Regions from separate parts of the Mus musculus genome. Here all the other regions are linked to region 3. The links are chromatin contacts, called in public Hi-C and HiChIP or PLAC-seq maps. All regions are on one chromosome and are shown on one strand. Each heading gives the region's core, a stretch centred on a gene start, on an enhancer-like site or on the middle of the called end of the contact. The rest is flanking DNA. Distances are from core to core; before and after follow the strand shown. Region 1 overlaps Pdss2 (prenyl (solanesyl) diphosphate synthase, subunit 2). Region 2 overlaps Pdss2 (prenyl (solanesyl) diphosphate synthase, subunit 2). Region 3 overlaps Sobp (sine oculis binding protein). Region 4 overlaps Pdss2 (prenyl (solanesyl) diphosphate synthase, subunit 2).

Evidence for each region. A called contact is a pair of places that touch in the nucleus more often than the background predicts. HiChIP or PLAC-seq counts read pairs in DNA pulled down with a chosen protein or histone mark.
Region 1: an H3K4me3 HiChIP or PLAC-seq map of embryonic basal ganglia shows a contact between it and region 3, with 4 times the contacts expected there. The contact joins two enhancer-like sites. A contact is called at or near these places in 2 of 484 Hi-C or Micro-C datasets (embryonic stem cells and nephron progenitors) and 6 of 115 datasets of contacts at active chromatin or transcription factors (acute myeloid leukemia, embryonic basal ganglia, embryonic forebrain and 3 more).
Region 2: a contact with region 3 is called in a Hi-C map of cerebral cortex, with 2.1 times the contacts expected there. The contact joins two enhancer-like sites. A contact is called at or near these places in 3 of 484 Hi-C or Micro-C datasets (cerebral cortex, cortical neurons and nephron progenitors).
Region 4: an H3K4me3 HiChIP or PLAC-seq map of embryonic hindbrain shows a contact between it and region 3, with 4 times the contacts expected there. The contact joins two enhancer-like sites. A contact is called at or near these places in 1 of 15 datasets of contacts at CTCF or cohesin (the NIH/3T3 cell line) and 3 of 115 datasets of contacts at active chromatin or transcription factors (acute myeloid leukemia, embryonic hindbrain and neural tube).

The regions. Positions count from the first base shown.
Region 1 is chr10:43,438,514-43,441,213 of GRCm38.p6, forward strand. Pdss2 (prenyl (solanesyl) diphosphate synthase, subunit 2) reads left to right here. Exons shown (of 8, transcript NM_027772.2): 8 at 1,286-1,735. The coding sequence ends at 1,444. Among named protein-coding and RNA genes, the nearest start is that of Bend3, 39 kb to the right of the region's middle. Within about 2 kb of position 1,353, at least 95 of the 459 cell types and tissues checked have an H3K27ac peak or open chromatin away from gene starts, as enhancers often do.
Region 2 is chr10:43,278,426-43,281,125 of GRCm38.p6, forward strand. All of the region lies in intron 1 of Pdss2 (prenyl (solanesyl) diphosphate synthase, subunit 2), which reads left to right. Among named protein-coding and RNA genes, the nearest start is that of Pdss2, 58 kb to the left of the region's middle. Within about 2 kb of position 1,371, at least 37 of the 459 cell types and tissues checked have an H3K27ac peak or open chromatin away from gene starts, as enhancers often do. A contact at or near this core is called in cerebral cortex and cortical neurons, where this site is marked.
Region 3 is chr10:43,019,876-43,022,819 of GRCm38.p6, forward strand. It overlaps Sobp (sine oculis binding protein), which reads right to left. Exons shown (of 7, transcript NM_175407.3): 6 at 1,107-2,944. The coding sequence ends at 1,118. Among named protein-coding and RNA genes, the nearest start is that of Gm47815, 14 kb to the right of the region's middle. Within about 2 kb of position 1,611, at least 71 of the 459 cell types and tissues checked have an H3K27ac peak or open chromatin away from gene starts, as enhancers often do. A contact at or near this core is called in cerebral cortex and cortical neurons, where this site is marked.
Region 4 is chr10:43,419,388-43,422,326 of GRCm38.p6, forward strand. The region is part of intron 7 of Pdss2 (prenyl (solanesyl) diphosphate synthase, subunit 2); the gene reads left to right. Among named protein-coding and RNA genes, the nearest start is that of Bend3, 58 kb to the right of the region's middle. Within about 2 kb of position 1,399, at least 20 of the 459 cell types and tissues checked have an H3K27ac peak or open chromatin away from gene starts, as enhancers often do.

The DNA.
Region 1 (2,700 bases), core at 103-2,602, 420 kb after region 3:
CCTGTCTCAGAAAACGAAAAGGAAACGTTCACAGGAAGGCTGTAATGCTCCCTGCTGTGACTCAGGTATCCAGGCAGTAGAATATCTCTGCTGTGGGGCTACCCCAGCGCCAGAGGGAAAGCCCTAGAGGGATTCCCACGGACAGTTCCGTGCTGCATCCCGTCCATAGCATGCATCTTCCATGACTCATAGACTGGGTCTTACTACCTGGCCCCACCCAGTCTCTAAGAGTCAGAGGAGTTGGCCTCAGGTGAGCTAGCCAGGGACTGCCTGGTGCCTAGGTGAGGGAGTGAGGGAGACCCTCACTGAGACTATTGAACAGGACAAGGTCATTTAAGTTCAAAAGATGAAGCCTTTTCCAACTACAACTATAATGATTTTGTTTAGTGTTTTTAAGATGTTATTGCTAGTCACTTGTATGGCCTGGCGCATATGCGTGCAGCTAGCTGCCTGTGGAAGCTTTGGGGAGCCGCCAGAGATGGAGGAGAGTGCAGGCCAAGGCAAATCTGCAGCCCCCTCTTTGTTTTTCTGTTTGTTGGTTTGTTTTTTGAAATAGAGTCTGGCCATGTAGTCCTGGCTGACCTCTAACTCACAGAAATCCACCTGCCTCTGCCTTCCAAGTGTTGGAATTAAAGGTGAGCATTGCCCGTCAGACCCTTTGGTTCTTTCTTTGGTCACAGAGAGAGACCGGAAGTCAATTTGCTGGCTGGTGAGAACCACTACATTAGCAAAAATGCTTTGTTCCATTTTCCCGAGGAAAATATTTTTGTTTTTAAATAAGTCATACTCAGATTTAATAATATGTGTTTTTCTTGAATTTTGATTATTGTATCAACATAAGGTGTTTGAATTGTTTTTTTTTTAAGTTTGAAGATGTTAATGGAGGCTCCTCCTCCCTCCCCACCCCCCACCCCCTCCCACACACACACACACATAAAATAGAGGCTGTTGAATTCGCTGTTGAATTCCAAATGCCAGAGATACCACAGCTTGGCCTTCATTACTGCCTTCCCAGCATGGGACTCTGTGCAGATCAAGGGGTGGCTGTGAGAGGAGCTGTAATTGGGCTGATTGGAGCCATTGTGCTGCTCTGGAGCGAGGCTCCCGTAGCCTTAGGGAGGTGATGGTGTCTGGAGAGCACCTGGAAACCTGTCCTCTTTCTCCAGACGAGAGAGCAGAAATACTGGATTTACGTGTTTCCTGTCCCTCACTCCCACCCCCAGTTAAATTGTGGTCCTCACTGTACAACCAAAACCTGACTTATTGTGCATTTATTTCCTAACAGTTGCGAGAAACAATCAAAGCTGGCAAAGGTGTGACTTCAGCTATTGACCTGTGTCGTTACCATGGAAACAAGGCACTAGAGGCCCTGGAGAGCTTCCCTCCCTCAGAGGCCAGATCGGCTTTAGAAAACATTGTGTTTGCTGTGACCAGATTTTCTTGACACCAAATTAAAAAGACACTATTGTTCCTTAGCTGAAAAACCCAGAGAATGAGGCGGACAGGAGAGCTTTTGGTGATGAAATAAGTAACGTGTTTAATGACTTTAGAAATATATGTATTTTTTTTTTCTGTCCTTTATCTGACTGCTTAATGAATCTATCCTTTGGAACCACTACAAACAAAACGAGAAGGAAAAAGGTCACGCGGTTTTCACTTGTCACGCCAGAGCACACTTGAGGCTTCAGCAACAGAAATAATTAATGAGACTCGCTCCCGTGACCTCAGCAAATGGACAGGAAATAAGTCCTTATTGATTGGACCAAGCCCGGGATGGCGCCAGGGCGGTGGCTGTGGTTTTCCTTCCACAGAGGACAGAGCAAGCTGGAAGCTGCAGGTGTCGAGCGAAGCACTGGATGCCAGCTCTGGGGGACACATCAACACCAATGACCAGTCTGTCGTAGTGGAGAAGACCTCAACGCATTAAGCAAAAGTCTGTGTTGCCTGCTGTCTTGAAATCATGTGCATATAGTGTGAGAGGCTTGGGCATCCTAGTTCTTATCAGATTTGGGAGAAGTGAAGGAGATGTTAAGCTGCCAAATACTTGAAATTGAATATTAAAATGTTACCAAGTGTTGACTCAATTGTATAAGAAAGTGTCTGCCTTTCTTTCTTAAAGATCAAATTTAGGACACATTTCAAGCTTGGCATGGTGGCACACACCTTTAATCTCAGCACTCGGGAGGCAGAGGCAGGCTGATCTCTGCGTTCGAGGCCATCCTGGTCTACAGAGTGAGTTCCAGGACAGCCAGAGCTACACAGAGAAACCCTGTCTGGAAAACAAACAAAAAAGATACAATTCAAAGGCCAGTTTCTATATTTCAAAAGCCACGTATCCATTTATGACACTTTGTCTGGGGGACTCCCTCTGGTGTCCCCAGCTTTCAGCAGTGTAACTGTAGTACTGGGCCTTGGTTGGTGAGAGTTTTGTTTTAACCTCAGAATGTCAACTTTTGATATTGAGACACAGACACTGAGTTCCAGAAAGAATACAAGCGCTCACATAGGCCTGCAATCGGATTCTGGCTCCATGCGGTTGGCAGACGGTTGCCGTGGTTTGCACAAATGCAATCGGAGAATCCCGTTGACAAGAAGGCTGAGTTTACATAACTGGTCTCGACTGCCTTTCCTCCTCCTGTGTGTAATTACAGCCCTATCTGGAGACAGAAAACACGGGAAGCAGATTGTATTACCTACTCT
Region 2 (2,700 bases), core at 121-2,620, 260 kb after region 3:
CCTTATGGACTTCAGCATCACAGATGTGACTTGGGGGCTGGGCTGGGATAGGAGGGACAGTGCACCTCAGTTCATACTTCCAACACCTGAATTATGCAGGTCCCCCTGTGAGACAAATGGTAAGTCACACTGCTGACTGTTTCAGAGTTCTTCAGAACGGAATCTCTGCTAAGTGCACTGGAAACACAGAAGGCATTTGTTTTGTTCACCGTGGAGGAACTTATTTTAAGTTCTTACTAATGATATTCTGACAGGTAGACAATGCTGTTTGGAATAATTCATGGGAAAAGGTCTTCATACCTTAGTTTTACACTTTGTTGAACTCCCCTAATGAAGACGTTTCTATGACGGGAGAGTGAGCACAGCCACACAGTCTTTCTTTGCTTTAGTTGGGTGCCTTCTGGAATGAAAGCAGGAACACCAAGGTGCATGTCCTGTAGGTGCTGCTGTGACATTAATTCCTCATTGGGGTAAAGGGAGGCGAATCACAGTCTCTTTAAAACTGACTGTATATTAGAATCATATTTGTGGAACTTTACCCCCCCCCCCACTTTCACCCCAGTGCCGACTCTCTACTCCTTTTTAAAGGAGAGATCTTGTTTTCCCATTGGATCATAGTATCATCTTACACTGCCCAGTTTCACCCCTTTGGTAAATGTGCATCCCCTTTCCTACCCCCGCCATGACTTGTCCTGTACAGTGAAATATCTCACTTCTAATAAACTAATTATAGTGTAAGAGAAACAGAAAGAATTTATAAATGAAAACAACAGGCAAACTTAGGGGCAGACATGAATTTAGGAATTTATAGGGTACAAATTGAGAACAAATACCATTTACCAAATACTCCTTTGTAAGTGTGATACGAATGATCATTTTATATAATTAAAACTAGCAGTATTGTTCCAGCTGTTCTTAATGTAAACATTCTTCAATCCAGCTTGGAAAATGCATGGCAATACCTATAGGATGATCGTAGTAAGAAGGTTTCTGAACCCATTGGATTGACCTCTGTAGGTTCAGGATACTTACTCCTACTGAGTTGCTAATGCACACTGGAATGGCTACTCCACCTTTATTGGCAGACTAATCACATTCATAATTTCTTGGCTGTCTTTAGTTTGCTAGCAAGTTACCACAGTGGAACAGCACCTGTGTTCCTGAAAGCCATTACTGTGTCCATGGACTGGAGATTGATTCTAAATAACAATATTGCTTTACACCTTTCTGGGGTGTGGTTAAGGGAACTGCATTACTTCCTTGTTTGTTCTCTGAGACGCCGTGGCAGAGGAGCATCGTTACAGACATGCACTACTCTTGTTTCAATCCATTCTTGCTTCTCATCAGATTCACATTTGTGGTTATCTGCCCTGCATGGCAAGTGCTGGGAAAACATTTGTACAGCATCCTGCCAAGGAAGACTGTGGCCTGTGTGGAATACAGTGGATTCACTGTTCAAGATTTTCATGTGTTTATTAAAAGGGAAAAACCCCAGATACTAGTTAATTATATTCGTTTGAATTACTACATCTTGTGGTTAGTGTGTTGAATTTGTTAAATAGTTTAAGTGTATTCAATACAGAATTACAGCAGTTTTATTGATACACTGGCAAAGAAACAAACATGACCACTCTTTACCATCTGTTTATAATGCTATATAAAGAAGACCATGTTGGTTACCATGGAAACTGCATTTCCCAAACCACAGAGTGTTTGCTTAAAATCTCCAATCTTTTAAAGTCATAAGCTTTTCCCAAAAAAGGGGGAAAAAAAAGAAAAAGTATTAAAATATTAAAATGTCCAGTGGGATTTTTTGTTGTCGTTCTCCTGAAAGTAATATTTCTGTAAAATTTATGCCAAAACTGTTATTTTACCTCAGGATCTCATTGATTAGGTTGTAGGCTCTTACTTTGAGAATTTGGGGTGTTTTCAAAAACTGGGGAGAAAACGTAAATGCTATCCTACTTAGAGGTACAACTCCTTTTTTTATATATACCATAAATGGCTTTTTCAGAAACCCTTGTAAGGAAAAACAATGAAAAGGAGTCTGAAGATGTAGCACGTATAATAACATAGTAGCTGGGGCACAAAGGTGCTTGGAGCCGGGCATGGTGGCACACGCCTTTAATCCCAGCACTCGGGAGGCAGAGGCAGGCAGATTTCTGAGTTCCAGGCCAGCCTGGTCTACAAAGTGAGTTCCAGGACAGCCAGGGCTACACAGAGAAACCCTGTCTCGAAAAACCAAAAAAAAAAAAAAAAAAAAAAAAAAAAAAAAGGTGCAGAATCACACTAGCTAACAGAGTCTCGGCTGCCATTTTAGGTAATGTGGGAAGACTACAGCAGGGAGCTCATAGCTTTAAGCAGAGCTGTTGAGACATTTAAAACTGAGGCTGTTAAGAACTGTTTGTGTGGTTAGGAGAGAGAGGTCAGTCAGCAAAGATTTGCCTTGCAGACACTGAGTTCAATCCCCAAAACCCACACAAACGTGTTGTCTGGGGCCACATAGTTGTGATTTTAGCACTGGGGAGACGGACAGAATGGGTCGCTGGCGCTCTCAGGAAATCCCTGAGATGTAATTGGTGATCTTCAGACCAATGAGAAACTGTTTCTCAGCAGAGGCAGCCGTTCTTGAGGATGACACTCAACATTTCCTCTGGCCTCCATACACATGGACACATGCATGCAGGTCCACCCTATACA
Region 3 (2,944 bases), core at 361-2,860:
GGGAAACACCCAGAAGAGCCTGCATACCCTGTGAAGATACTCGTCCTCCTCCCCTCCCCCAGGCCTCGTCCCCCCCCCCCACCATAGGACGTAGTCAACCTACTTTGCACATTCTTCTGTGTGTCCCCAGCCCAGGGAAGGAGCAGTGTCTAAGTTAAATGCTGGAGGAACACCCATTTCTCTTCTTTCTGTAATCGGTTAATAAACAATGTTTATTATAACAAACCAATGTTTTGGCTTGTTGCCTGCTTGGATAGATGGGAGAGCTCACCCTCTGCGATTGAATGGACAGGCCTGAAGTCAACACCGGGTCCGCCACCGACAAGCTCTGACTGAGCAAATATTTCCAAGTCACAGCTTCCTTCTTGGTAGTATGCTACCGGACGCCTACTCCACTAGGATTGGCAAGAGTCGCTACAGTGGTTCATGTGTGGTCCCCGCCATCTCACAGAACTGTTGGCTCACTGGATATTAAGTAGGGTACAGCAGTCATAGGGTACAGAGACATGCCTGCCACTTCATTAAGGTCTACACGTAGAAGTGAGACTCACCAGCTCAGCCACTGAGTACCCGAAAGGGGGGCGTGGTAGGTTGGCCGTAAGGCTAGTTTTTCATTTTAGCCCACAGATATGGTTATCTTGAGAAGCTAGAGTAAGAGTCATCTGCCAAATGGACTACCAGCTCTAGGTGCTCGCCCACTGATGGGTTACCCAGACATTTCAATACTGCTCTGCAACCTCCTAACTGAACAGTAAGATTCCTCAAGTAATCGTCCCTCCCATGCCTCCTTTTCCAGTTGGATAAATTAGGTATGAACCCGAAAAGAAGAAAATAGTGTGTCACAAAACAGAGTGTGCTTTCAACTCAGGTTCAAGGGCTTGAGTGATCTTGGCTCTTAACTGTCTCTCGGCTGTAAACTGCTAATGGTGTACTAAATAGCATTGCCAGCTGTCATAGGTATTGGATCAAAACGTTGATGGTACCTGGCCACCCAGAGTGCTCAGAGAAAGCGGTAAGTGACACGATGGCTGCATCTCACCTCCGCCTCTAACAAGCAAGGTGAGGGGCGCTGTCTCTTGGAGGAACGCCCAGGTGGACATACAAACCTTTTATTTTTTTACTTATTCTGGTTTCTAATTCGGAGGCACCTCCTTTTGAGCGGAGGCTCCAGGTCCTCAGGGCCAGCGCTGAGCATGGGCGAGGAGATGACGCACGGCGTCATGGCAGCCTTCTCCGCGGGTTTTGGCACAGGCTGGATCACGCAGCCGGTCTTGGGCAGCATCCGCAGAGCATAGGCGTGGTCCTCGTCCGCGGGGTTATTGAGGTTCGGGTCCGACTTGTCGCCCCCCGCCAGGGCTTCCTCCCCCATCAGTTTTTTGGTCGCTTCCCCGTCCAGGTGGCAGTTGGAAGCGCAGTTGTTCTCCTTGACCGACTCCAGCTCGTTCACCACAGGCTCCTCGGACGACAGTAGCTTTTTGGGAGGGGCTGGGGGCGGCGGCTGCTCCGGCGGGGGCTCCGCGCCCTTGGCCTCGGCCGGGGCGCTGCGGGTGCCGTTCACGATGACGTTGCAGGCGGCAGCGGCCTCGGGGCCCGCGGGGGCGCCCGGGCCGGGGTCGCCGGCGGCGGGCGGGCTGCAGTGGCCGTCCCTGCAGCCGCCGCAGGTCCTGCGCTCCGCGGCTCCCGGCTCGCGCTCCGCCTTGACGTGAGCGTGCAGCGCACGGTGTATCACGTTGTGCAGCCGGGCTCGGTGGCCCACGGTCAGGTCGATGACGCCGTCCTGCGGGCCGTGCAACACGCCCGCGAAGCCCGGCTGGCCTCCCGCACCCGCGGGGCTGCCTGCGCGCCGGGTCAGGTCCACCACCTCCCCACGACCGCGCTCCGCGGGCGCCAGGCTCAGAGCCTGGCCGGAGCTTCCGGGTGGCGAGTCGGCTGACTTGGAAGAGCCCTGCTTGGAGTCCCGCGGGGACAGGGAGCGTCCACCAGCCTTGCCTCCCGCCGCCGATGAGTCGCCCGGAGCGCTCGGAACGAAGCTCTCCCCGTTGCTGGAAAATCCGTTGGGGGGCTTGGAATCGTTCACATGGGGAATGGGGATAGGGATAGGGATGGGCACCGGCAGGGGCACTATCACTGGGTACGGCACGAGCAGCGTGGGGGGCGGCACCAGCGGGGCCAGCGAAGGCAGCCCGAAGTTCATCATCTGGGGAACCGGCATCGGGCCGTTTGGCATCATGCTAACCGGAGGGAAGGGAAGGCTGGGCAAGGGCGCGCCCGGGGGCGGCGGGGGCAGCAGCCCTGGGGGGTTCCCAGGCATGGTAGGGGTACTTGGGGGGTGGATGTGGGGCGATAGCATGGGCCGGTGCATGGGGCTGGAAGTGGGGCCTAGGTTCCTGGGGCCTCCGGGCGGGGCCCCAATGCCCGGGAGCATGGGGTTGGACAAGGGACTATTGGGGTTGGAGGCGTGGTGCGGTGGTCCGCGGATGAAGGGCGGGCGGATCTGCTGGATAATTTGCTGCTCCATGAAGATGGGCAGGGGCACTGGGCCGCGGTTGGTCATCACCATGGGAGGGCTGCGAGGCGGGACACCCAGTGGAGGTCCGATGCTAGCAGGTGGCTGGACCGAGACGGGAGGGATGCTCGGAGTCTCGCTGATGGGGAGGGACTTGGGCACTGGCGTGGGGATTTTAGTGACAGAGCAGTTGGCAGTGTCAGATGGAGAAACGGTGGTGGACGAGGATGGGCCGGGGCCCTGGCTTTGGCCAGCTGCAGTCACGGGGGAAGGGGCTTTCCTCCGAGCATCTGTTAGCGGGATATTCCAAGAGTCTGGCGTGAGCAGCTGCACCCCGGTGCCTTCTGCTTTACTTTCCATGTGAGGGTGGAGTGTGCTGCACAGCCCGGCTGGAAGATTGGCCTGTGTCTCTTTGTAGAAAATGTCCATTTTGTATTG
Region 4 (2,939 bases), core at 149-2,648, 400 kb after region 3:
ATAGAGAGAATGTCCCCTCAACCTCCGAGTTCCTAGTGCTATTCTGACAATTAAAGGCAAAGCACAGTTGGTCTGGATAGATTTCAGTAACTAACCAGATCTTGTCACCCTCACACAGACATAAGCCCAGGTATCGTGAGGGACCGTGTCCTTCTGTAGGGACATTCGCAGGTGCAGCCTGTGGTATTCTGATGTGTAAGGAGCACTGTGGAGCTGGGGAACACAAACATGGGGACTTCTGTCTCCACGTCACTGTTCTCTGTATGATCTCATTGCTAATGATTGGTGCTCACTTGGCTAATGCAGGCAGCATTAGCTTGGAGTTCTTCTGATCGGATTATCTATAGGACAGTATTTGAAGAACTCAGCAGCCATTTCAGGAGACTGTTGTGGAATTTATTTCTTTCTGAAATTTTCTTTCCCAAGATCCTAATTTTACCAAAAAAAAAAAAAAAAAAAGCAGTTTCAGAGAACCATAGAGAATAATTTCAGTTGTTCGTGTAGCTTTAAATCCTTCACTCAGATTGTATCTAAGAAGAGGAAGATGTTACAGAGGGCTGGAAGAAATGCTCATTTTTAAATCAGTCTCAGCTCGAGTTCCAGTATATCCCTCACAGTCACTGAGTGAAATAGTAAGCTTCTTTTTCTTTTTCTTTTGGTATGTATTTGTTTTGGTTTTTTGCTTTTTTTTTTTTTTTTTGTATTTGGTTTTATAACAGGATTTCACTATGTAACCCATAATTTCTTCCCAAAAATTCTTCCATCTTCCTGCCTCAGCCTCCTGAGTGCCAGGCTTACAGGCATGGCCGTCACACCTGCCTTTGAATTACTTCTTTTTTTTTTTAATCATTTATTTACTTTATTTATGTGAGTACCCTCTAGCTAGTCTTCAGACACACCAGAAGAGGGCATCAGATCTCACTACGGATGGTTGTGAGTTGCCATGTGGTTGCTGGGAATTGAACTCAGAACCTCTGAAAAAGCAGTCCTTGCTCTTAACCGTTGAGCCATCTCTCCGGGCCCCTTGAATTACTTCTTAACTGAGTTCTGGTGGCAGCGACTCCTGGATATGAATGCTTTATAGTGCTCTGGTGTCTTTCTTCTTAAGGTATTAAAACACTCAACAAGTTTCTAGTCATTAAATCTTTTCCTTCCTCTTAAAGTAGCAGGCAAGGTGGCAATTCTAGAGTGTCAGATGGAAACGCCAAGACCATCTCTCCTACATGCGTAGTTAAGACAGAACAGGGCTCGTAAGATGCACGTTCTTACCAAGTGCTGAGTCTTGGCATTGTGCAGTGTTGTGGGACAGTCGGTGACCATGCTGGTTCTGTGCGTGTGGCTCTCAGACTGCTCTGTTCCTCAGCCGCCAACCCAGCATCAGGTACTGCTACTCTGCCCGTTGCTAGGGGAGGCCGCCACCTAGTGAACTGCAGCAGTTCCTGGGTGTGCAGGACGGGTGCAGAAGCCTCTCAGACCACGCGCTGGGTTTGCTATGGCAACTAATGTACATGTCCAAGAGAAGACGAATATGTTGACTGCTCTCGCTTAGAAAAACATCTCCAAACGTCTGTGTATTTTCCCCATCTGGAGCTGAGCGTATGCCTGCCGTTGAGCCTACTGCTCCTTGAAATCAGCTGCTGCTAAAGGACCAAGGCAGATGGTATTTTTACCACTTCAGGCAAAACATGGCACCTATGGTTCGACTTTCTACAATTTTAATTTTTTAACATTTTCAAGATGGCTTGTTTAAATATCTCCATCACAGAGACACAGACTAGTTCCCGAATCACTGCTCCAGCTACACAGGCACTGGCAAAACTCACTTGATCAGAAGCAGACTCGGAGGCACTGTGCGGTCTGCCTCGTGTTTGCTCTTTCCCAGGAGCCTGAGAGTGCTGTGAGTGGCCTGTGACACGCATGCTGATTTAGACACAGAGTTGCCGTGCTCCTTCTGCCCTCGCCTCTACTTTATTAACTATGCATTTCTTATCATTTGGCCCGTGACTCCAAATAGAAGTGTGGCTTGTTCTGTTTTGCTTTCCAGTTTTTAAAGGCATTTATTCCTGTTATTATTATTTGCCTGTGTGAGGTTTGTGTGAGAGTGCAGGTGCGTGCATGATGCACACCTACATGAAGCTCTGAAGAATAAATTTTCTCCTTCCATGGTAGGGTCTGGGATTGAATTCAGGTTGTCGAGATGGCCCTTTACCCACTGAGCCAGCTCACTGACCCTGGGTTTTAAGATTTATTTATTTTATTATTTTATATGCATGCATATTTTACCTGCATGTATGTATATACCACATGGGTGCTTAGGGAATTAGATATTGGGGAACTGGAATTACAGGAGGTTGAGGACCACCCAGTGTGTGTGTTGGAACTGAACTGGAATCCTTTAGAAGAGCAGAACGTATTTGTGGGGATGTGGAGGGCTCACTATGTAGCCCTTGCTGTCCTGGACTCACTCTGTAGACCAGGCTGGCCTCAAACTCACAGATATTCACCTGCCTCTGCCTCCCAAGTGCTGAAATTAAAGGTGGGTACCACTGGTGCCAGGCACAGAGTGATTCATGACTTGAGAGCCCCATGATGTCCTCTTAGGAAGGTCACCCAAAACACAGAATGGCTCACGGGGTGAAGAAAGATGAATTCTTTAGGCCTGTAGTCCCAGTCACTACAGTGCAAGAGAGACCCTGAGCATGGGCCATCGGAGCTCATGCTGCCTCCCAGAACTGACTCACAGCAGGTTCCAGTCGCCTCTGAGGAACCAGCACCTTGTGGCTGGTGTGCCCTCTTTTGCCCTCTTAACCCCAAAAGTCCCTGTGCATCTGTTATTATAAGACACATTTGCATAAAGCGAACATTACAATTCTCTTCCCACCAGCAAAGATGGGCCCTGATATTTGCATTCACGTGATCAGGTCAGCCCTTCCTCCGAG